Linked DNA regions of Columba livia: region 2 is linked to region 1. The links are chromatin contacts, called in public Hi-C maps. All regions are on one chromosome and are shown on one strand. The core of a region is the stretch at or near the end of the contact, and the rest is flanking DNA. Distances in the headings are between cores, read along the strand shown. Region 1 holds the start of MTSS2 (MTSS I-BAR domain containing 2). Region 2 overlaps VAC14 (VAC14 component of PIKFYVE complex).

Region 1 (2,741 bases), core at 98-2,597:
TTTCAGGCCCTCACCTGATCCCCAGGAACAGGGAGCTGAAGGAATTTGTGGAGTTTTTATGGCTCCTGGCCTGCTTACAGTGGAGCGGGGCTCTGGCAGAGGGCTCTCCAAACAGCCCCACACCAGCGCTGGTTTGGCTGGGATAAAGACATTCCTGTCATTCCCAGGAAAGGGCTTTCCAAACCCGGTCACGGCGGGTTAATTTTAACACTCAAGATGAGTGAACGGTGGCTTCCCCAGCCCTCCGACTGCTCAGAGTGCCAGAGGGTCCGTGTTGCCTGTCCCCAGCCGCTGCCGGGTCATTGCCAGCATGGTCCAGGGCTGCTGCCGGTCCCAGGGTTCTGCCCATTGCTCCTGCTGTGCTTGCCACCACTGAGCGGCCTCTTTCCACGCCAAGGAACAGGGTTTATGGGGAGAAATTCCAGCCAGCTGCCGGAGCACTGAGCTGTAATAGTTTCCTTATGGGTGGCTTCTGACCAGCACCGGCCAGAGCAGCACGGTGCCGCCGGGGCAGCAACGGCAGGGAATCAGGCTGCTTTTCTGGCAGGAGGGGAATAGGCAGCTCAGGCTGAGCCCCTCAGCCCGATTGGGCATTGTTTCACGGCTCTATGCAGCGAGGTGCATGGGTGCTCAGCCCATCCCTCGAGATCCCAGGAGGCCGGGGATGAGGCCTCGGGATGGCGACAGGGAAGGGTTCGTCTGCTGACAGGCCACACGTTTCCCACGGCTCTGTGGTAATCGAGTGCCGTAAGATGTCTCAGAGCTGCTATATAATCACCCCGGAGGGCGTTAAACTTCAGCCTGCACCAAGGTGGTTGCCTGCAGCACACCTATGGCACATGCCTTCCCCAGGTACGGGATGCAGTGGGGGTCAAAAAGCCCTTGGAGGGAGGCAAAACAGAGCCCTGGCCTGGAAGCTGCACCCCCCCAGCACCTCCAGGGATCTGGGGGTGCCCCTGAGCATCGCACAGTGCTGACCCCAGGCCCGGCATCCCTGCGCACACACGACGGGACTCCCCACCCACACCCTAAGAGCATCCCGTGGGGTTCCTCCACTGCTCCGGTGCTCCCCCAGCCAGCGGAGCTGCCCCCGAGTCCCAGTATCCCAAATCATCCCTCGGGGCTCCCTCCACTGCAGCCCTGGGGGCTCCCAGAGCCGTTTTCCCCGCAGCTCCCGGAGCATCACCGAGCACCACCGGGCCTGCCCCCGGCCCCGGCATCCCGGCGCAACACCCCGCACCCCCCGCGTCCTCCACCTCCCCCCCCGGCCCCACGGCGGGCGGCGCATGTGCCGCGCAGGTCCCGCCCTGCTCCGCCCCCGCCACCGCCCCGGGGCGCCGCTCTGCGCGCCCGGCTCCGCTCCGCGTCCCGCTCCGCTCCCCGCTCCGCGCTCCGCACTCCGCTCCGCCGCCAAGGGGCGGCCCAGGGGGGCGGCGGGTCCCGCTCAGCCCCCGGGGAAGGCGCGGGGGGGGCGATGCACCGCGCCGCGCTCCGCCCGGCCCCCCCGCCGCTCCGCCGCCGCCCCGCCGCCCGGGCGCCGCCCGCCCCCCGCCGCCGCTGAGCCTGGCCCGCCGCCGCGGCCTCCCCCGGCGGCGCCGCCCGCCCCGGGCTGCCGCAGCGCCGCGATGGAGACAGCGGAGAAGGAGTGCGGAGCCCTCGGCGGCCTCTTCCAAGCCATCATCAACGACATGAAGGTAGGGACCCCCCCCGCTACCGCCACCGTTCCGCTGCCGTGACAGCGCTTCCCCCGCACCGGGCAGCCCCAGCCCCCGCTCCCGCCGCTGCTGCGAGCACGAACCGACCGGCATCGCGGACCGTATCTCCGCGTCAGCCCCGCGGCGGGTACCGGCGCTCCGCTGTCCAGCCCCGGAGCCGGGTATCGCAACCCCGTGTCGGGTATCGCAGCCCCACATCAGCGCCAGGTCGGGTAGTGGGGCCCCATATTGGGCATCAGAGGCTGGCACTGGGTGTCAGAGCCCCGCATCAACCCCATACCAGGCATAAGGGCCACGTATCGGGGCATGGGAGGTGAGCACTGGGTGCCAGGGCCCCACATCAACCCCATACTGGGCATCTGGTCCCCACTTCAGGCACTGGAAACTGGCACTGGGTGTCAGAGCCCCACATCAACCCCATGCTGGGCATCAGGGGCCTGCCTTGGGCATCGGACCCCACGCTGGGGATCGCAGCCCCATATCAGCCCCGTGTCCGTCACTGGCTACCAGAGCCCCGCATTGGGTATCGGAGTCCTGTATCAACCGTGTAGCCGTCAGTGGGTATCAAAGCCCCATGTCAGGTATCATAGACCAGGCAATGCTGCCCCACATCAGGTACCACTGGCCCCACATTGGGCATCACCACTGATCTGGGGCATCGTGTTGTCCCTGCCACCCTCCACTCGCCAGCTTGGATTTCTGCCGGACCCGCTTGGGTTTGCACCAGTGGAACAAAAAGGTCTCCCAGCTCCTCGATCCCATTTCCCAGCCTGGGGAGGGGACATCGCCTCCACCCTCCCTGGGAGCAGGATGGGGCTGTGTTTAAAAAAAGGCTTTTTTGTTTGTTTTCATTAAAAAAAAAAAAAAAAAAGCTGGGGGGCATTTTTCCCCGGGGGCTGAATGGGGAGGAGCGGACCAGCCGGGTTTCTTCATCTCCGGGGGCCAAAATTCCCGCTGCCGGCTGCTCCCGTGCTGGGGTTTAGCCCCAGTCATTTTTGGGAGGCAAAAGCTCTCTTCCTCCTCCTC
Region 2 (2,741 bases), core at 105-2,604, 42 kb before region 1:
AGTTTGAACTGAGCAATTTTGTGAGGCTTGGCCAGTGCTGGCACTTGGGGGTTTAACCGTGTTGGCTAAACTAAAGAAGACCCAATGCAGAGCCTGCAGGTAACTGCCTAGCTGAAGCCTGGCTGTCTCAGGCTGGTGCATTTGGGATCCTCTGTCTGTATAAACCTTCCTCTCCGTCTCTGAGAGCTGATCTCTCCAAGCCAACTACTAAAAATCATTTTTGCCTACCTGGGAAGACATGTGGGGATTCACGTCCCAGAGCTGGTATCTTCCCCATGGAGCTGGGTCATGGGCAAGTCCTTGGTGAATTTGAGTGCCTTGTGACAGCTCTGTAGAGATGTGAGAGGATCGTACTCTGGCCAGTGCTGCAAAATACAAGTCATGGGATGATTAAGTAGCATCAGCCCTGCCTGATGGGGCTGCAGGAGATGCCCAGGGGCATCAGGTTGTCTGGGAATTGCTTTACTTGGAAGTGAGCAAAGAAAATCAGGCAGCAAGGAGCGCTCTGCTCTGTTCTGGTTAGACCCACCTGCAGTGCTGGTCCAGCTCTGGATCCCTCAGCACAAGACAGACATGGACCTGTTGGAGAGGGTCCAGAGGAGCCACAGAAATTATCTGAGGCTGGAACAGCTCTGCTGGGAGGTCAGGCTGAGAGAGTTGGGGTGTTCAGCTGGAGAAGAGAAGGCTCCAGGGAGACCTTATTGTGGCCTTTCAGTGCTTAAAAGGGACCTATAAGAAACATGGGGACAGACTTTTTAGCAGGGCCTGTTGTGATAGGACAAGGGGTGATGGTTTTAAACTAAAGGAAGGAAGATTCATGCCAGACATGAGGAAGAAATTTTTCACAATGAGGGTGGTGAAATACTGTCCCAGGTTGCCCAGAGAGGTGGTGGATGCCCCATCCCTGGAGACATCTCAGGCCAGGCTGAACGGGGCTCTGAGCAACCTGATCTGGTGAAGATGTCCCTGCTCATGGCAGGGGCATTGGACTAGATGAGCTTTGAAGGTCCCTTCCAACCCAAACTATTATGTGATTCTGTGAGTGAACCAGCTCTGCCTTCACTCTCCTGCCTGTGCCTTGCTCCGCCATGGTGCTCTTCGTCTCCCAGACTGCTCCCTTTCTGAGGTGCTGCACCATTTTCCAATTTCCATGTCTTTCTTCCTTACCCTTCTGTTTTCCTTCCAGTCATCTGAATTTTGGCATCTTTGTTGTCTTCGCCCACTCTTCGTTACACCCTGGGGCACTTCTAGTGCCTGGGTGGGAGGCTGGCAGCTCCGGCATGCAGCTGGCCGGGCACCGGGAGCACTTCTGCTGTCAGCTGAACACCTCATGCCATGAGCTGCCAATGATCCCGGCTGGGTTTTTGGGCCAGACCTCCCTCGTGTAATACATATCACATGCTCTCTGCTTCGCCTTACATGCTTAGGACATCAAACCCCAACCCTGCAGTAAATCCCATGTGCGAGGGGGTTGTTGAGAGAGGATGGAAGGGAATAAGCAAGCGAGGGAATGACTTGCGCTTGCAAAGGCAAGCGACTGCCTGGCTGTTTTCCATACCCTGCTGCTTACGATGCAAACCTTTCCAAAAGAGTCCCCAAGCACACATCTGCCTTTGCAACACTCTAGAAAGCCTGCATCTTGCAGATAGTCTCTCCAGCTTGGCAGGAGATTGCTGTGAGTCATGTTGCAATTACACTGCTTATTAATATTTGAAAAAAGCAGTGAAGAAAGGACCCTGGTGATGCATTTCCTCCATGTGACATAACTGGGAATGGCTCAAAAGTAATTTTAAGCTGATTTATTTAATCCTGTCTTCTATTTATTTAAATGTTTGGAGGGGAGGGGGGTTTAAGGAAATCCATAGACGAGTCAATCCATTAAACACCACCGCTCTGCTGGCTCCCAACCAGATTTGCTGCTCTCTGCAGAGGAAATAGAAATGACGGACATAGTAGGGGGGTTTTGCACTGGGTGTTTTTGGGAACGATGAGGACAGATTGAGCTAGCAAACCTGCAGCGTCAGTGCCTGTTAGGAAAGGGAACGTGGGGTGCTCTCTCAGCCATTACTCCTGGCCCAGTCCAGTATTTTATGCACATTCACGTTATCCTGGAGCAGATCAGCATCCCCAGAAGCTCTTGGCTCATGGGCTGGGGATCACCGTTTTAGTGTGGGGTCCTATGTGAGCTTAACCCATCAGTTCTCTTATGGGGAATCACCTCCCTTCCTTTTCCAGATAGGGCTCCGCATTTGTATTGAGTAGCACAAGGTGTACACGCATCTTCAGGGTATTTTTTTGCTGTCTTCATCCTGCGATACTGCCCTCCCCCAGGGAACCTGGCTGGGCAGCAGTGCTGATACCGTCTTTCTTCCCAACAAGGCTGAACATCCTTTTACAGAGCCCCTGGCCCCAAGCACAATTTAGATGCTCTCCTGATGCACCCTGAAGCTGTCGCTTCTCGCTAGCTTGTCTCACCAAAGGAGAATCTGGCTTTGGAGGGTCAGTGCTAGTCAGGGCTTTGCACCAGGCTGAAAGACTTTGCTCAGACACCTTGTTTTTAAGGTCTGGTCTTGCTGAGCTGCTCGAAGTCTCTTTGTGCGCTTGCCATAAATAATCAAGCCCAAAGCAAGGAGAGACTCACGCTGGATGGAGCTGGATTCGTGCCCTTTCAGTTGTCATGCCTGTTTTTATCATTCAAGTAGCACAAGGTGTTGCACTACCTCCGCTGTGCTGAACAGGGG

Evidence for each region. A called contact is a pair of places that touch in the nucleus more often than the background predicts.
Region 2: a Hi-C map of liver shows a contact between it and region 1, with 3 times the contacts expected there. The contact joins the enhancer-like site here to the promoter of MTSS2 in region 1. A contact is called at or near these places in 2 of 2 Hi-C or Micro-C datasets (crop and liver).

The regions. Positions count from the first base shown.
Region 1 is chr13:11,519,371-11,522,111 of bColLiv1.pat.W.v2, reverse strand. MTSS2 (MTSS I-BAR domain containing 2) reads left to right here and starts at 1,347. Exons shown (of 15, transcript XM_065028983.1): 1 at 1,347-1,694. The coding sequence starts at 1,626.
Region 2 is chr13:11,561,429-11,564,169 of bColLiv1.pat.W.v2, reverse strand. All of the region lies in intron 11 of VAC14 (VAC14 component of PIKFYVE complex), which reads left to right. Among named protein-coding and RNA genes, the nearest start is that of TRNAG-GCC, 10 kb to the left of the region's middle. Within about 2 kb of position 1,354, at least 1 of the 3 cell types and tissues checked has an H3K27ac peak away from gene starts, as active enhancers do.